Linked DNA regions of Rattus norvegicus: regions 1 and 2 are each linked to region 3. Evidence: chromatin contacts called from public Hi-C data. All regions are on one chromosome and are shown on one strand. The core of a region is the stretch at or near the end of the contact, and the rest is flanking DNA. Distances in the headings are between cores, read along the strand shown.

The links. A called contact is a pair of places that touch in the nucleus more often than the background predicts.
Region 1: a Hi-C map of the A7r5 cell line shows a contact between it and region 3, with 2.0 times the contacts expected there. The contact joins the promoter of Cnot7 here to the promoter of Micu3 in region 3. A contact is called at or near these places in 2 of 12 Hi-C or Micro-C datasets (the A7r5 cell line and Schwann cells).
Region 2: a Hi-C map of liver shows a contact between it and region 3, with 2.5 times the contacts expected there. The contact joins the promoter of Zdhhc2 here to the promoter of Micu3 in region 3. A contact is called at or near these places in 9 of 12 Hi-C or Micro-C datasets (the A7r5 cell line, the Rat2 cell line, Schwann cells and 5 more).

Annotation. Positions count from the first base shown.
Region 1 is chr16:58,477,520-58,480,219 of GRCr8, forward strand. It overlaps Cnot7 (CCR4-NOT transcription complex, subunit 7), which reads left to right and starts at 1,363. Exons shown (of 7, transcript NM_001107313.1): 1 at 1,363-1,565. Vps37a (VPS37A subunit of ESCRT-I) reads right to left here and starts at 1,258. Exons shown (of 12, transcript NM_001024867.1): 1 at 894-1,258. The coding sequence starts at 1,018.
Region 2 is chr16:58,580,253-58,582,952 of GRCr8, forward strand. Zdhhc2 (zinc finger DHHC-type palmitoyltransferase 2) reads right to left here and starts at 1,264. Exons shown (of 13, transcript NM_145096.3): 1 at 917-1,264. The coding sequence starts at 1,043.
Region 3 is chr16:58,712,432-58,715,131 of GRCr8, forward strand. It overlaps Micu3 (mitochondrial calcium uptake family, member 3), which reads right to left and starts at 1,415. Exons shown (of 14, transcript NM_001191892.1): 1 at 1,056-1,415. The coding sequence starts at 1,415.

The DNA.
Region 1 (2,700 bases), core at 113-2,612, 230 kb before region 3:
TCAATATTATCTCACAGATGTGTGTATATATGTATATATACATATATTAGTATTATATAATACAGTAAAAATATTACACATTATGTGTAAAATGTGAGAAGGCTTTTGAAAATCTAGAGTTTAATCATGTTGGCCTCTATACATAAAATATGCTGTGAAGCTGTTAATTAATTGTAAAACTAAAATATTGCAAAGCAGCTCTAATATTTGAAAACCTGTAGCAGCCACGGTCATATCTACTTTAAACAAAAAGATTGCAGCAAATGACTTTACAGCTTTTTTAAAGTCGAAATAATCTGAATTCCTGTATTTCTAGTTAGACTACGATACAATAAGCAAACTCAAAAGACAAACTCATATGATATATGGCAAGTCCTAAATGTGGAGCTAAATACAAGAAAGTGAGAAGTCTAAAGACTCTTACAAGACAGAGAGAGGTTATTGGAACAGGGTGAGCTCTAATTACAGATTCAAAAGGATTATCACCAGGACAGAGTTAACTAAAAACACTGGCTTCCCTTTCCTTCGATGTTGCAACAGTTTAATTTCTCACTTTGTAAAACTTGGGAATTATCTTCCCAAACTGTCTCTAACCAAGTGTTAGCATATTAACAATTCGATGCAAGGCTACAATCATCGGTGGATCAAAAGGAAAATTAGCGTGGAAGCTAGGGATGCTGAATATAGATAACTATCTCCGTGGAGATGAGAAAGTCAAGAGAAGGGCTGAACAGCAGTGGGCCACCAGCGACACACTCGGGAAGCAAGCGCCTAACCCATTGGAAGGACTATCAACAGGAGGCAGCTGGCGGAGCGGCCTGAGGAGCTGCACCGGTGTTGCAGGCAGCCCGCCCTCCTGTCCTACTTTACCCTCGGTCAAAGCCACCAGTCACCTGGAATGGGAGTTCCGGAGTGACTCGATCAGCCGCTGCTTCTGCTGCTGAAGACTGGTGAGGCCGGCAGGGGACCCGGCCGCGGAGGATGACGCGCTCTTGGTCAGGGGAAAGAGCCAGCTCATCCTCCTCGGGTCCCCGGGCCCGAGGCCCTAGAAGGTTCCGGCCTGCTCTTCCTCGCTTAGCCCAGTGGTTCCTCAGCGACCGAGCACGGCCGGGACCAGGCGCCAGGGGCCGCGCCTTCTCCGACACGCCGTACTCGCGAGTCCCAGGCTCCAGCCGGATTAGTTATCTCTGCGGACGGCTGGAAAAGGGCGACTCGCCTGCTGGACAGGACCCGGTGCGCTCTCGGCCAACACCACCCGGTCAGTTAGCTAGGCCCGTCGCCTGTCCGGGAGCTCCCCTGCCCAGCGTCAGTCACCTGCCCGGCCCGCCTCCTGAGAGCCCCGCCCACTCGGGGCTTGCGTCATCATGCCGCGCCCTCGATAGGACGTGCGAGGAGCGACGTCGCAGCGCTGGGCAGAGCGCAGCTCCGGCTCCCCTTTCCCCTTTGCAGGGCGAGAGCTGTCTATGGGGCTCCCTCTGCCGCCGCCGGTACCGCCACCGCCACCGCCGCCGGGTGCTATCTCTATGGCGAGGAGGAGGAGGAGGAGCGCGAGCTCAGAGACACAAGTAGATCCGGCGGGACCCGGGCGTGCTGGGGCAATGGGAAAGGGGCGGGAGTGGGAGCCGGAGAGGGCGCGCGATGGCGCCCGCTGAAGCGCGGCTGTGGTGGACAGAGCTGGCAGAGGGGGGGTATTAGAGGGGGAGGTAACGGGCCGGGGGCCTGTCTGGGGCGCGGCGCGCAGTGATGACGCCACCGCTTTGTACCTGGGACTTCGTTGTGGGAAGGAAATTGAGAGTGGAGGGCGGTGGCCTACTTCTGAACTAGTAGCTCCTCTTCGCGGTGGTTGGGAGTCAATCTGACTCTAGTAAATGCTATCAGCACCCTCGACCTGGCTGTGTGCCAGCGAAGAGAGTTATCCTTGACATGAATGCGTCTGTGCTTTCTTCACGTTGCCCACGGAGGACATGCGACCTCAGTAATGAGAAGGCCTTTGCTGCCTCTTCAGGGACCCTGAGACCGCAGTAGAGAAGAGGGGTGGAGGAGAGCGGTGTTAAATTACAGTGTTTCCGTAGTGTGTGAGTGTACCGACGTTGGCAGGAAGGAGAGTAAGAAAGAAGGCGTGCCCCTCATCACCTTTTGTTTCTGAGATTTCTCCAGCTTGCATTTACGAGTTTAGGACACAAAGCCATCCTCCTTTCACTCGTTTATTTTGTTGGGGGGGGGGGGGGTTATTGTTTGTTGGTCCCTGTTCGTCTCTATTAATTATCTCATCACTGTTTACCTTGTGAACCTTGTGTTTATGGCGTAAATATGAGGTCCCTTTTTGGCAGCCAGGAGAAATGTTTTTGAAATTAGAAATTTTTAAATGCTCACATTTCATTGCCTTCCTCCTTTCTCCCTCCCGCTATTTGAGCATTTATTTCTGAGATTGCCTGATGCTTTTCAAAACATTTTTTAAAAATAGTTCCTCCAATCTGGTTTGAATAAGATTTTAAATGTTTTGTTAGAAGAATAAAAGCAAGCATTCTATTAAGAAACGTTTGATTTCGTTAATTTCTTTTTTTTTTTTTTTTAAGCTTGAAATGGATCATAGTTTTGTGAAGAGTGAATTGAATTCGGAGCAGATCTTAGTGAGATTTATATTCACCTGGCAAATCGGTGTTGTGGTGCTTTTATTCCCTATATATTAGCTCTGTACCT
Region 2 (2,700 bases), core at 14-2,513, 130 kb before region 3:
AGGCAGAAAGTTTACGTTAAGCTTCATAACTGTATTCCCTGCTTATGAATAATCAACCTCAAAAAAAAGGATCTTCAGTGCTGAAAGTGCTCCACCCACCAATTCAGAAGCTTTATCTTGGACCGGGGCCACTTGGCTGTCTGGATGCAAGAACCTTAGATGATGACTTTCCCCGCCCCACTTTCTATTATCCCAGCATCTAAACTACAGTCGTGTATTTCTCACAGGTCTTCGAAAAATACTTTCTAGTGGCTCGCCCCTTCTGCCTCTTTTTGAATTATAAAGTGGCTAGATATCAACTGTCAAACCACACAGGCTGTTACAACGGTAGTGAGTGAGCGCTGTCACAATGTGTTTTTAAAAGAGGGTCTATGTCCATCGGAAAAGAAGCTGGCTCTGCCACCCGAGGTTAAGGCCAGCATTTCCCCCCTCGCGGGTCTGGCGTAGCTTTGATTCTTGGCCCAGCTTCCAGCCCTCTGGCCTCCAGTGCAGCTTCCAGGCCTCAGCTCTCCATTGAGGCAGCAGACAGTGGAGACCACTGTGGTCCCCTGTTCTGTCCTGCCCAGCGAGGGGGGTGTGGCTGGGGTGGCAGTGGTGAGTGAAAGGCAGAGGGAGGTACTCTGGGGCCATATGTCCTGGGGTGGAGGTGACCCGGTAACCCGAAAGCTGCCGAGGGAAGCCAAGAGAGTTACAGAGGTCAACCAGGTTTCGAGGAGGCTGGCTGACCTCCGCTGGGGCGGAGGAGGGGAAGAAGTGGGGGTGGCAGACAGGCAGGTCCTGGAAAGCGCCCAGGGCGCGCAGCGGGGTGGGAAGAGCCCAGCGGATGCACTGAGTGGAAGCAATTGCGGAGCGGAGCAGTAGTCCCGGGATGGCGAGGGGGATGCGTGTGGGGTTCTGGACGTGGGCACCCACTTACCTATGCACAGCTGGATCGCGTAAGCATAGTAGGACCAGCCCAGAAGCAAGCTGATGAACACCACAGGGATCCAGTAGAGCACCCGCCGGCACCGCCGCCTCACGCCACCGGGGCCCGAGGGCGCCATCTTCCAGCCGCATACACCTGCCCAGCTCCTCCGCCGCCGCCGCCCGCGGGCCTGGCTCGGGGCCGGGCTCGGGGCTCCCGGAGCACCCGGCGGGACAGGCCCGGGGGCGGCGGCCGGCTGTGCTGCGGCCACCGCGGCCGCCGTGGCGCTAGCTCCCCATCCCGCGGCGGCGAGCGGGCGCCGCGGACTCCCGCTGCTCCGCCGGGCTGAGGCGGCGGCTCAGAGGCGGAGGACGAAGGCAATGAGGCGGCGGGAAGCTCCGCTCCGCCCCCGCCTGGTCCCCGCCCGGTCCCCGCCTCGCCGCCTCCCACTGCGCGGCGGGCTGCGCCCTGGGGCGGGGTACAGGGATCCGGGCTCAGACTCCCACGGCGCTCCGGGGCACGCGGCCACCCGTGCGTCCTTGCCGCGGGCCACCGCAGGGGTGCTGGAGGTGGAGACTCGATACCCACCTTGGCCCTCGCTCCCAGTGGGACAGTAATGAGAATTGACACTCGCTCTGGGTCACCCTCCCCAGACGCAAGCCACTCCCAGGGCGCGCTCCCGGATCGGAGGGGACACACTGCGCAGAGTCGCGCGTGGGAGGGACGAACGCCCCGGGACTCCAGCCAGTTGCTATCCCACTCCTCACCTGCCAGGCCCAGGAAGGACTGCGCCACTAAGTCCTTAGGCGCCCAGGCCCGCACCCCTGCATCCTGCCCAGAAAATTCTCGTTTTAACTTGTGGGTGCCAGTAAACTGGCTGAGAGTAGCCAAAGTGCGGTCAGTCCAGAACAGGCCAGCAAAATAAGTGTTTAGGCATGAGGACGCCTACGTAGGTGGTAGGTACCCAGATCGCCACCAAAGAGGGTTGTCAGAGGCCCTAGCCAGAGGGAGCAATTTGCATTTTATGTTGTAAATCCATTGACACTAACTAGAGTTAGGCATGGCAAATCTTTGCTGAGAGAAGATTCTCTTTTTCTGTGTTAAATTGTCTAGTGATTCTAAGAGTAAAGTTTACCACTCCCCCCTACCAAGAGTCAAGCAATTCCTTCTCTGCATTCTTTCCCATCCTATCCAGCCTGACAGTGTTTTCGATTGTGATAGCAATTCTAAATTTAGCATATTGTAGACTTCAAAGCGGTTGCCCTAACCACTGGAAAGGATCCTAATGGTAGTTAGAACAAACATCCCACAGTTAATTGTTGGTGAATGGAGAAAGATACACGTTTCTGAGATTGCCCCTCCCATTATATAAACAATTAGTATGTGTAACAGGTACCAGATATCATTAATGAAAACTATATTTAGGCCACACAACCTTATTGGATAGAATTACTTGATAAACGTGAATAGAATACGGAAGTATAGAAACCCAGCTCCAATCAAGTTCCCCTGGCTTTTCAATTATCTTCCTTAGACTGGATTAACTATCAAGCCAATGTCCCTGAAACAGCGACCACATCAATGCAAAAACAGCCTCACTCACTGGCATTCGAAAGTACCTAGGAAATAATCATCAGGCTGCTAAGGGACTTTAAGTCACTGAAATGTTCTAAGCCAGTGAGTCACCTTATTTTGCTGCGATGTTTTATTCTGTTTGGATATTGTCTAGGATGAACTAGAATGAAAGCACGACTTCCCTGCTTTCTTTAGCTCCTCCCGTAGAAATCAACTTCATT
Region 3 (2,700 bases), core at 165-2,664:
GGGTTGAAAGTTGACAGTATTTGCTAATACTTCATTATTTATTTGCTTATTTATTTGTATAAAAGTACTTTACATAGTATGCTTATGACTTGGCACTAAGCAAAAGTACACAGCCTAGATTCCCTGGGCTGAATGCACTGCCAATCCTCATCCTAAACATAGAAAAGAAGTTGCATACTTGTACATCATCACTATAGACTTACATACAGGAGAAATAACACAAAATTTCATTAGGGTTAAAAGGGGCACAGCTGCTGTTTTTCTAAATTATCCCATCTAATCTTGTCACATTCTTCTAGCCAGATGTCAAAACATTCCCTAGGCTAATTCTCTAAGTCATTTACATAACAAATACAGAGAAGTGGGGGGAAAAGCCACACCTCTTACTCTTCTTGCCTTACAGTCTTTACCTTATATCAGAACTACACAACTGCTCTGTGCTTTTATATGCTTCTGCAGTTGGCTTCATGCATAGTTTACCACCTTTCATGACCTATCTTCTGGTTTGTGTTAATCCATTACTTCAGGGATTCTGGTTTTAACGCAAGAAAGAGAAAGAGAGATGTACTGCTTTTGAGTAATTGTTCTCTTTCTTGGCAACATCTCTCTTGGGACTAATGAGTCAGACTCTAATATCTAAAGACACCTTCAGAATGCATCCGGCATTCGCCTCCAGTACCGTTTTCTCTTGAGTTTCTCTTACTCATGCGGCCCTCCATCACTTCTTCGTGTTTATGCCTGTCAAGTCCCTTAGCTGTGACACTTGTGTCATGAGGGGATCTGGTTTGTATTTGGTTGCTCGATGGTAGCTGCAGCAACCAGAATTGTCCTGAGGCATGAGTGATCGAAACATCCTCATCTTTTCCCAGCATCCTTGTGCACAGGGACGCCTGACGTTGATCTGTGTTACAGAGTTCGCAGTGCTTCCACAGTGCTTCCAAGTGTCAGTCAAGTGTCACAGTGACCCCCCCCCCTCCAAAGCCCTCCCTCCCGGGGCAGGTGGGACACCTGACAACCCAACCTCCAGGGGTGCGCGCACGCGCTCAGGCACTTACCGTCTCCTTGGCAGCAGCCACCGGGATGGGCAGCAGCCCCCTGCCGCGGGGCGATTCGTCCAGCTCTGGGGCCACTAGCTCCGAGGGGTCGGCTCTGGGGTCCCCATACAGCTGGTAGCACACAAGGCCGACCAGCCCCCCGCCCGCTGCCGCCGCGATGCTCAGCTCACCCCAGCGCCGCCGCCGCCACGCCGCCTCCGCTACGGCCCCCTCGTCCTCTTCCCGGCCGGAGAAGGGCCGACCCGACATCCCCGGAGCCGTCCCCGCAGGCCGCCCCCATGGCGAGAGGAATGGCTGCTGAGGGGCGAGCGTCGGCGAAAGCCGAGGCGGCGGCCACAGAAGCCTCCGCAGCGCAGCCATAGCGGGAGCTGCGGGCCCAGCCGTGGGGAGTGGGGGCGGGAGAGGCGGTCTGAAATCTCGCGAGAAGTCGGAGCAGCGCTAGCGCTTGGAGCGGACGAGCTGTCGACCGTAGCCGGGACCCGGCTTACCCGAGAGCAGCCTTTGGATACAGGCGCACGTTGGAGAGAGCTCGAGGGCCGCCCAAGTCCAGGCTGTTCTCCATCGTGCTTCCCCAGCCCCGCCACGCAGTAGTAGAGGACAGTGCCCGTAGCCACGGCAACTAGCAAGGGAGCCCAACACCCGTGAACCGCTGGCCGGCGGAACTCCAGGAGCCGAGGCTGCGGGGTGACTCGGCGCCCCTCGGAGAGAGGCCCGGCTGCTCTCTGTGTTCTGCTCCGTGCTGGATCCTTACACGGTCCGAGTGCTCTGTGGTTGCATGCTGATGTTTGCTTCAAGTCATAAAGACCGCAGTTCTGAATTAATATTTGTGGGCTACATAAGGATGGCTTCTGGACTTTGGGCAAAGACAGGCTAATGATTTATAATTAGTGTTAATATTTTTAGGAAACACTAGTATACCTGAGAACCATTGCTCAATGTAGAGGAGGCCAAAGGGGAAAAATGGAAAGAATCAAAGGAGGAAGTTGATCGTGGAGAAGGATTAATTCAAAAACAAGTCCTGAGATTTTGAGATTTTTAGGAGCTAGCACATTAGATAGAGCCTTCAATCTCAGTTCTCACAGTCCCATAAGGAAGTTCACCATTATCCACTGCCACAAGTCCCTGGCCTGATGGTCACATGACCCTTTGTTCTCAGGTATCTCTTTGTTGGCAGTAACCAAATTTTTAGCGATGCACATATATATTCTAACACCAAGGCCAGTAAAATTCTAACCATGACCATTACACCTACTTAGTTTTTTTTTTTTTTTTAACATACTCTTCACATCATCAAGGTCTTTGCTATTGGTGCTTTACTGCCCAACTCCTCTTGTGTAGTCCTTAAAATCCCCATCTTTGCTTGCCACCTATTGGCAGGGACTTCTACATTATTTAAAGAATAGTATGGAATAGCCGCTCAGACTTACTACCAGTAAAGCTTCCCCCTCCGCCACCCAGAGCAAGCAAACTCATCTTATTGTCCTTCTTTTGTTCATTTGTCGTGGTGGTTTGAAGAAAAAACGACTCCCATAGGTTCATACAGAGTGGCACTATTAGGAGGCGTGGCCTTGTTGGAGTAGGTATGGCCTTGTTGGAGGAAGTGTGCCACTGGGGGTGGGCTTTGAGGTTTCAAACGCACAAGCCA